3 separate regions of the Mus musculus genome follow, and regions 1 and 2 are each linked to region 3. Evidence: chromatin contacts called from public HiChIP or PLAC-seq and promoter capture Hi-C data. All regions are on one chromosome and are shown on one strand. The core of a region is the stretch at or near the end of the contact, and the rest is flanking DNA. Distances in the headings are between cores, read along the strand shown. Region 1 holds the start of 4930599N23Rik (RIKEN cDNA 4930599N23 gene). Region 2 has its middle 19 kb from the start of Tbxas1. Region 3 holds the start of Ttc26 (tetratricopeptide repeat domain 26).

The links. Promoter capture Hi-C pulls out the DNA fragments that hold promoters and counts their contacts. HiChIP or PLAC-seq counts read pairs in DNA pulled down with a chosen protein or histone mark.
Region 1: a contact with region 3 is called in a promoter capture Hi-C map of liver, with 4 times the contacts expected there. The contact joins the promoter of 4930599N23Rik here to the promoter of Ttc26 in region 3. A contact is called at or near these places in 3 of 39 promoter capture datasets (the 3T3-L1 cell line, liver and pre-B cells).
Region 2: a contact with region 3 is called in an H3K27ac HiChIP or PLAC-seq map of microglia, with 10 times the contacts expected there. The contact joins the enhancer-like site here to the promoter of Ttc26 in region 3. A contact is called at or near these places in 6 of 39 promoter capture datasets (the C10 cell line, the HPC-7 cell line, HPC-7-derived erythroid cells and 3 more), 2 of 484 Hi-C or Micro-C datasets (both in embryonic stem cells) and 1 of 115 datasets of contacts at active chromatin or transcription factors (microglia).

What each region holds. Positions count from the first base shown.
Region 1 is chr6:39,117,037-39,119,845 of GRCm38.p6, reverse strand. 4930599N23Rik (RIKEN cDNA 4930599N23 gene) reads right to left here and starts at 1,373. Exons shown (of 4, transcript NR_045813.1): 1 at 1,026-1,373. It overlaps Parp12 (poly (ADP-ribose) polymerase family, member 12), which reads left to right and starts at 1,497. Exons shown (of 12, transcript NM_172893.3): 1 at 1,497-2,039. The coding sequence starts at 1,687.
Region 2 is chr6:38,898,970-38,901,669 of GRCm38.p6, reverse strand. It overlaps a transcript of Tbxas1 not described here. Among named protein-coding and RNA genes, the nearest start is that of Tbxas1, 19 kb to the left of the region's middle. Within about 2 kb of position 1,364, at least 81 of the 459 cell types and tissues checked have an H3K27ac peak or open chromatin away from gene starts, as enhancers often do. A contact at or near this core is called in the HPC-7 cell line and microglia, where this site is marked.
Region 3 is chr6:38,380,054-38,382,776 of GRCm38.p6, reverse strand. Ttc26 (tetratricopeptide repeat domain 26) reads right to left here and starts at 1,253. Exons shown (of 18, transcript NM_153600.2): 1 at 1,184-1,253; 2 at 564-701. The coding sequence starts at 1,186.

The DNA.
Region 1 (2,809 bases), core at 124-2,623, 740 kb before region 3:
GGGGATCCACCTCAGGCTGGCAGGCTTTGGACAGCAGGTACTTTTCTCTGCTAAGCCATCTCTCCAGTTCCCGCCTTATTTTGAGACAGAATCTCTCACTGGGTTCCAGGGTTTGCCAATTGGTCTACTCTAATCCCATTTTATTACATTTTTGTAGTAATACTCCCCCCCCCCCCCAGCACACACCTTCCTAAGGATTGAGCCCAGGGGCTATACCCTCAGTTGCTCTTTTCTGTAGTATTTTATACTTAGAATAAAATTTTATTCATTTTAAATTAATTTTCTAAGCACTCACCTCCCAATTTTCAGCCTTCACCTTTCCTTTTTCCACTTTCCTAGTACCTCCCACACTCCACTGTGACCAAAGTGTTGGGTTTGCTTCATGCTCACTCAAAAACATCCTACTGTGTACACTTTCAAATCCAGACTGGACTAGAACTCAGAGATTGCCTGCCTCTGCCTCCCAAGTGCCGGGATTAAAGGCGCCTTCACACCTGTCGTGCCTGGTGTCTGAAGCGTCCAGAAGAGGGTGTCAGATCCCTCCTGGAACCAGGGTTACAGGCAGTTGTGAGCTGCTATGTGGGTGCTGGGAACCCGGCCGAGGTCCTCTTCCAGAGCAGTGCGGCCGCTTAACCTCCGATCAGCCCCATGGAATACTACTTGATTACAATCTTTTCTCACAACATACTAATGTCCTTCTAGGTCAAACCCAGAGAATTAACATGCTTGTTAAACTCTTGTTGTCTGAATCACCGTCTTACTGTTTCCAGTACTCCGTCCTCTCCTGTGAACATGACTTACTAACGCTTTTATTCCCGGGAGACTCCTGGAGGAAGGAATGGGGGTGCCAAAAGTCGTATTTTAATAGGTATACCCCCACACACCCCCGTTTACTTACCCCGAGAACGTTTAACTCCCAGGGTAACACACAGGAGAGTTCTTTCCGGTGAGGAATCGAACTAGGTGCATCACCTTTACTCAGAAGGGGCGAGGGAGGGAGGATCGGCCCCCTTTAAAGGACGTACCTACGCTTTCCTTCTGGAAATGCGGGATCCGCTACAAAAGCGGAGTGTCTGGCAATTCGGAGCGACTGTTTCCGTTTGTTCCGGGGTGCGGTGGGACCGGGTCCGTCGTCCCCGCTTCCGAGGCCCGCCTGCTAAAGCCCGCTTTGGCTCGGGCGACTTCTGAGCCCCCCTGAGCGCGCCGGCCGACGCACCAACCGGCCGCAACCGGCCGGCGCCGTCTGGAAACTTCGCTCGGCTTTTCCGAGATCGAGGTTGCTGACTGAACCCCCCGCGGCGTCCCTCGGGCCTAGCTGAACGCGCCACTCGCCTCACAGGACGCTGCTGCCTCGAAGGGAGCGGCCACGACTCCCTCAGACGCGGGAGTCCGGCCCCGTGAGGACCCGCGCCCCGCATCTCCGGCCGCGCGACGCCTCGAGGCACGCCGGGTCGCCCAGTGCGCGCGCAAGCGAGCGCGGGCCGCCGTCGAGCCGCGCGGTCCCCAGCTGGCGGCCCTAAGACAAGGGCGCCGGCTCCTCAGCTGCGGCCCGAGGGCGTGGCAAGGCCCCACGGCTCCTGTTTTCCCGGCCGGAGCCCGCTTTCGGTTTCGTTTCCTTCCAGCGAAACAGTGGGGCCCGGCCCGTGAAAGGCGCCGCCGTCCGTGCTAAGCCTCAGTCCGACGGCCATGGCCCAGGCCGCGGTGGCAGTGGCAGAGGTGACCCAGCTGCTGTGCGCGGCGGGGGGCGCCTTGGAGTTGGCGGAGCTGCGGCGCCGCTTGCGAACCAGCCTGGGGACCGACGCGCTGGAGCGGCTGCTGCGGGACTGCGGGCGCTTCGTGGTGGCCTCGCGGGCGGTCGTGGCCGTGGGCGCGGGCCGGGAGGCCGCGGCGGCAGCCTCGGAGCGCTTGGTGCTGGCCGTGTCGTCGCTGCGTCTGTGCCGCGCGCATCAGGGCCCCAAGCCGGGCTGCACCGGGCTCTGCGCGCAGCTGCATCTCTGCAAGTTTCTCATCTACGGCAACTGCAAGTTCCTGAAGACCGGGTAAGGACGCCAACGGTGGGCTTGGGCGGATGCTCCTGGCCCTCCACTCTCGGACCTCCACCCTCGTCCCGTGATTGGGGCAGACCGCTAGGTGACAGTTCCTCAGCCTCGCCTGTCCTTCACTCTCAAGAACGTTTATTGATCACCTACTTAGTGACTGGCAGTGTATGGTGGACTAGCACAGATAGAATGTGGTGCCAAGAGGGACACCTGAGCATGGCAGTATGGCCCCCAGGAGGGAAGCTGGTCCTCAGGGCTGCTTTGAGGAGCAGGCAGCAAGGCTTGCTGTCCCAGCTGTAAGGAGGCTTTGGAAGTGCCACTCAACTTCTGTTTGTCTGTTTACAAGCCGAAATTCAGAATTTCAAGATCCATAGAGAGTTCCGCTCTCCTCTAGCCACAGACCTTCCTGGGTGCCTTTCTACACCCCCACCCCCCACCCCCCACTTTGTTTCATTTAGGTGGCAGAGCCCTGTCTGGAATGCCCTTCCTGGTTTGCTTTTTTAGCGCCTCGGGCAGGAGCTGAAAGATTTTTCGCTTTTTTGAGCTTTCTCTAACTCTTCCACAACACACTTTATGTCCTTATTAGTCTGGGCTGCTCTCTGCTTGCACCTGCAAGGTGATTAGTGAAATCTGTTTATACTGAAGAATTTGGGCCTCACCTTAAAGGTGATAAGGCCTGTTGAATGTCAGCTGTGAGGTTTGTGTTTTAGGAAGATGTCTTGGGTAATGATTCGGGGATGCTGGGTTAGGAGAGGATGTTGGAGACTTCA
Region 2 (2,700 bases), core at 115-2,614, 520 kb before region 3:
GATTCAGTCTGGAAGCCCAACCCATGGGACAGTGCCACCATATTTGTGATGGGGCTTCCTGCCTCACTGAGTTTCCTAGGCAGATCGAAACCCAAATCAAGTTGGCAATGAAGATCCACCATCACAACCACTTTCCAGCAGAGAGGGGCCAGCTTGCACGGGGGACCTTAAGATGTGCAGGAAGCTGAGAACTTAAGGCAGCAACAACAGGCTAGGTGAGGTCCAGAAGGCCCTTTGGGAGCCTTTTGAGAAACTGGAAGCTTGTGGTTTCGAAGGGAGAGAAGTGATTCCCTTCACAGACATGTGGGAGGCGTGTTGGGGTGGGGTCATTTAGTCAGAGAGTAACTGAGCTGGTAGCGGGAACTAAGGGTGACAGTGAGGTTAGATGCACTTAGTGAGCATGCAGGAGACAAGTCCTGTGAGAGAGGAGGACTTGGTTGTTGACATGTGGAGTTGCTGTGTCTGATCTGGGAGACCTTTGGTTGACAATATCCTACAGCTAGCTACTTAGGCAGCTTTGGGAGATATCTAGGCTGCACCTCTGAACCGGACACCAGGTTTTCAGATGGCAGTGAAATCTTTCGAGGCATAATGTTATTTAGGATGGTGTGGAGAGTGGGCAAACAGACAGGCAGAGCATAGAGGAGCCATGGTACAGGTGTATACAGAGTGTAGTAAAAAGCAAAGAGGAGGGAGCTTCCAGAAGCAGCAAAGAAAGAAGGAGTTGTTTGGTTGGTTTTGGTTTCAGTTTTGGTGTAAGTGGTATGGAGTGTGTGAGTGTGCGGTGTGATTTGTGTGTGGTATGGTATGTGTATTATATATACTTATTAGTGTGTGGGTACACTTGTGCATGTAGGTGCACATACACACATGGGCAAAAGGAGGTCCAAAGTCTGTTCCAGATGTCTTTCCTTGATTTCTCTCTGCCTCTTGTTTCCTTGTGTCTTATCTGTCTCTCCACTGAACTCTCAATGTCAAGAAGGCCTGGAGCATGCATATCTTGGAAACCATTCTTTCTCTATCTACTAGCACAAGGTTCAAGGTTTAGCACAGGGTCTCTCACAGAACCTAAAGCCTTTCAATTTAGCTAGCCTGGCTGGCCAATGATCTTCAAGCACCCACCTTGAAGTCTCTGCCCTCTCTCCTCAGTGCCGGCATTATAGGATTATTTTGTTTTGAAAACTGCTAAAACTATTTCTGAAATTGATTTGGAGTAATAAAAAGAAGCAGGAGGAAGAAGTACAAGGAACAAATAAATGTCAATGAGACAGCGCAACACGCTGAAGACGATCCCCACAGCACATTGCTAGGAAAAGAGGAAGCCCAGGCTGGAGTGATGACTCAGGAGTTAAAAACACTGACTGCTCTTGTAGATAACCTAAGTTCAGTTCTTGGTACCCATGACAACTGCCTGCTCTCCAGTTATGGGAGAAGTGATGTCCTCTTTTGGTCTCCTAAGTGTGTACACACACACACATACACATGCACACATACATGTACACGTATGCACACACACATATCCACACAGACACACTCACAGGGATGAAAATAGATTTCCTCATATATATTAAGAAGAATGATTGAATTCCACTAATAAAAGGTCGCTTTTGGTTTTGTTTGTAATAAAAGAAGTAATTAAGCAACCAGTGGGAAAATACTGAAACTTTACACAGTTGAGATGCTAACTAGAGGGAGCAGAAGAGGATATGAGAAAGGCACAGAGAGCTGGAGGAAGAAGTGAGAGGGTTTTGTATGAGAAGCATTGAAAAACAGTAACACTGAGCCTTGTGCTAGGAGATTAAAGGATGGTTTCCAAGATGTACATGGTCCAGACACTCTTGACATTGAGAGTTCAGTGGGCAAACAGATAAGACACAGGAAACGAACAAAGTAATTGAAAAGGATGATTAAAATATACAAAGGAATAAAAAATAAGAAGAATGGTGGTGGAAAGTGGCTTTTCTGGAGACACTTAGGCAAGACCAGAGAGATGATGGGTTCTGCTGGCCAAGAAGCAGGAAGAGGGTAGACAATGGGATGCTTCTGAGAGCCTATCAGAAAGCAAGGAACAGGGGTGGTGGGACCAGTGTGGGACCCACAGATATCCAGGGAGGCTGGCAGTGAGCTGGGCAGGGCCCTGGAGGTTTTGACAAAGATGTGGGACTTTATTCTGGTGCAGTGAGAAGCCATGACTTGCACTGAACCTGACTTGCACTGGAAAAAATTTCTTCTGACCACAGTGTTGAGAAAGAGTTGGAAGGATAGAGAGGGCCAGGGAGAATGGGGGTAGCTTATAGTAATTATAAGGTATGGGACTAGCTCCAGTGAAGGTAGTAACCATGGAGATGATGAGGGGGCAAGGTAATACTGTAGAGGTACAACCTACAGAACTGTTGATGGAAGGAGAGGGAATACAGAATGATCCCCAAGTCTCTGCAAACTCATGTGTTTATGGGACCATAGGAAATCTGTAGAAATTGTTTCATTGTCTAAGTTGCATGAGGCAGGCCAGGATTCCTGCTGTAGAGAGCAGGGGGACCTCAGAGATTCTAAGATTGAATGCTGTGTTAGGCACATTGTTCTAGGTTATGTGCAGGCTGGAACAGTGAGTCTAGTGAATGAAGACCTGGTAAAGGAGGAACTAAAAGATAATCTAAAGAAGAGATGTCAGGCTATGGAGGTCCATAAGAGAGAATCAGC
Region 3 (2,723 bases), core at 4-2,503:
AATGACCCTGACATACAGAGTTGAAATGTTTTATGGGTTTACAATAGTTTTAAATTGTAAATAGTAAAAATCACTTATTTTTTTTAACCAAAATGTAAATAGGAAGAAGTTACAAATCACTCAGGATTTATGGTAAATAATGTGTGAATTGACACTGTTAAATGTAATACTGTATTCACCATTTGTGGAACTAAAAATTAATAATTTTATGTGTACAAGTGTTTTGTCTTCATGTATGTCTACATACCATATGTTTTGTTGAAGGAAGCCAGAAGGCCTTGAATCTCCTAACATTTAGTTACTAATGGCTGTGAGCAGGCACGTGAGTACTGGGAATTAAGGTCCTCTGGAAAAGCAGCCGATACTTTTAAATGTCGAGCCATCTCTCCAGTCCAAAATGTTTTGTATTTCATCAGGTTTATAGTTAACTTGGAATCTGGAATATGCATCTGGCTATGTTTGTTTGGATTACCCATAATGTACCCACCCGTCCCAATAGCATAGTAACCAGCATTCAACCCACCATCCACCAGACTGAGAAGTAAACCTTCTTTGGACATTACCTCCAATAGGGTAATGGCGCCAGTGAAATCTCTCTGCGAAAGTAGATCCTCTAGTTTTGGAATCTTCCTCCCTTTCTTCTTTCTTTTGTCAGTGTGCGGTGACTCCCCGCCCACAGCGGGTTTGGCCCTTGAAAGCATCTGTAAAACAAATAGCAAAGACTGTTCTATCAAAAGTCATTTTTAAACTGAGGGTAACAGCTCTCAGTCAGATCTACCCTTACCATCAGACCCTAGGAAGTCTATTCAGATTCTTTTTTTATTGTGCATTTTAGTAAAAGGACCATTACCTACTACTGAAGGGGAACCGAATAGCTACTTCCAACAACTTTATCCATAAGAGACAAACAAACACTCACGCAGCTTCTACTACCTAGGTCTTCCAAGATTCTTTTTTCCAGTTCACAGTCTAGTATCGGGAAATGAAGAAGCAGGAGGGAAGAGAGCATCGAGGTACATAGATTTCTTCGCATCCCTCCCTATTCCCGGTGGAAACACTGGAGGGATAAAGGGATCGCCCTCTAGAGACGCACCTAGATTCTATCCAACAGTGCGTTGAGAACTCTAAACCCAGGTACAAACCTATTCAAAATCCCCCACCCTTACTATTCAGAGCCACTAACCATCTTGGCGTCGGTCCTGTGAGCCCCCGCTGCAGATAGTCTGCAAAGGCTGTGCTTCGGCGAGTTGCCACATCCACACAGCGAGCTCCGTTTCCACGGCAACGCCGCCGGGAGGCTGGTCCTTCTGAGAAAGGGCTCGTCCCAAAACCAATGTCCTAAGCTTCTTGGTTCCGTGTGTTTCCGCAGCTGGAAGAGTAGGTGCTTCTCTCAAGGGAGTTAATCCTTGTTGTTTGTGCTGAGGATGAAAATGGGGCTGTGTCTCTACTTAGGAAAGCAGTTTAAGAAAAGGCGATTTAGAAGTACTATTACAACTAGGAAGTATATTTCAAAAGCAAGTTTCTTGGGAAGGTAATTTTCAAGGACCACTTCCGTTTTGCCTGGGGTGAGGACGACAACAGCTCCGCTTGTCTCGTACATTGTCTCTGTTTTCTGCTCGTTTCTGCTGGTACCTGCTGAAGCAAAGGATAGTTTGGAGGCAGAAGTGATACCAAAATATTTCCTCGAGACAATGTTAATCCCAAAGATGGGAGGAGAAAGACCACCACCCCAAATCATCATGACCAAATTAATTAAAGCAAGCTTTTTTATTCGTGTACACGGACTGCTTCTCTCTAAGGCCAGTTTGGAGAGATCAGCATTGGATGTGAGGAAGACAAGGTTTTTATAGATCATGGGGGTTGCGGGGGTGAAATGGGGAAAATAGGAGGGAGAGGTGTTATAAGAGCAGAATATAACAATAACAAGTTAGTCCTAACTACCTCCTGAAACAGTCATGGTTGCAAGGTGGGCATAACAACAGATAGCCATAACAAGGTAGTTATAAAACCTTTTGAAACAAAGGTAGAGTTGCAAGATGGTTCTAAACAACTTTTAGAAACAATGTCATGATTTGGCATTCTTGGAACGGTCAGTACAGAACCATTTGTAGTTAAGGCTATAGGCGAGGCATAGCTCAATCTGAGAAACAAAAATTTAATCATAAGCAGGAATGAACCTAGTTTGTTTTTACTATAAGGTGACTTCTGTTTGTTTTGTTTTTGCTTTGCTTTGCTTTTTGTTTTATTTTTCAAGATAGGATTTCCCTGTGTAACAGCTCTGGCTATCCTGGAACTCTCTTTGTAGATCAGGCTGGCTGGAACCCACAGAGATCTGCCTGACTCTGCCTCCCAAGTGCTCATGTTAAAGGCATGTGCCACCACACCCAGCTATAAATGGGCTTTTAAAGTCTAGGATGGAAGCAGGCTGGTTCTTCAACACACCTATACACAATTAGAAACTATAAAAATGTGTGTACAATTAAAGCAAGAATGGAGTATTTACTCCAGAGCAGCGTTAATTTAGTTGCAATATATACATATATATATACACATACATATATATATATACACACATACACACACACACATATATATATATATATTTTTTTTTTTTTGCTTTGTTTTTCGAGACAGGGTTTCTCTGTATAGCCCTGGCTATCTTGGAACTCACTTTGTAGACCAGGCTGGCCTCGAACTCAGAAATCTGTCTGCCTCTGCCTCCC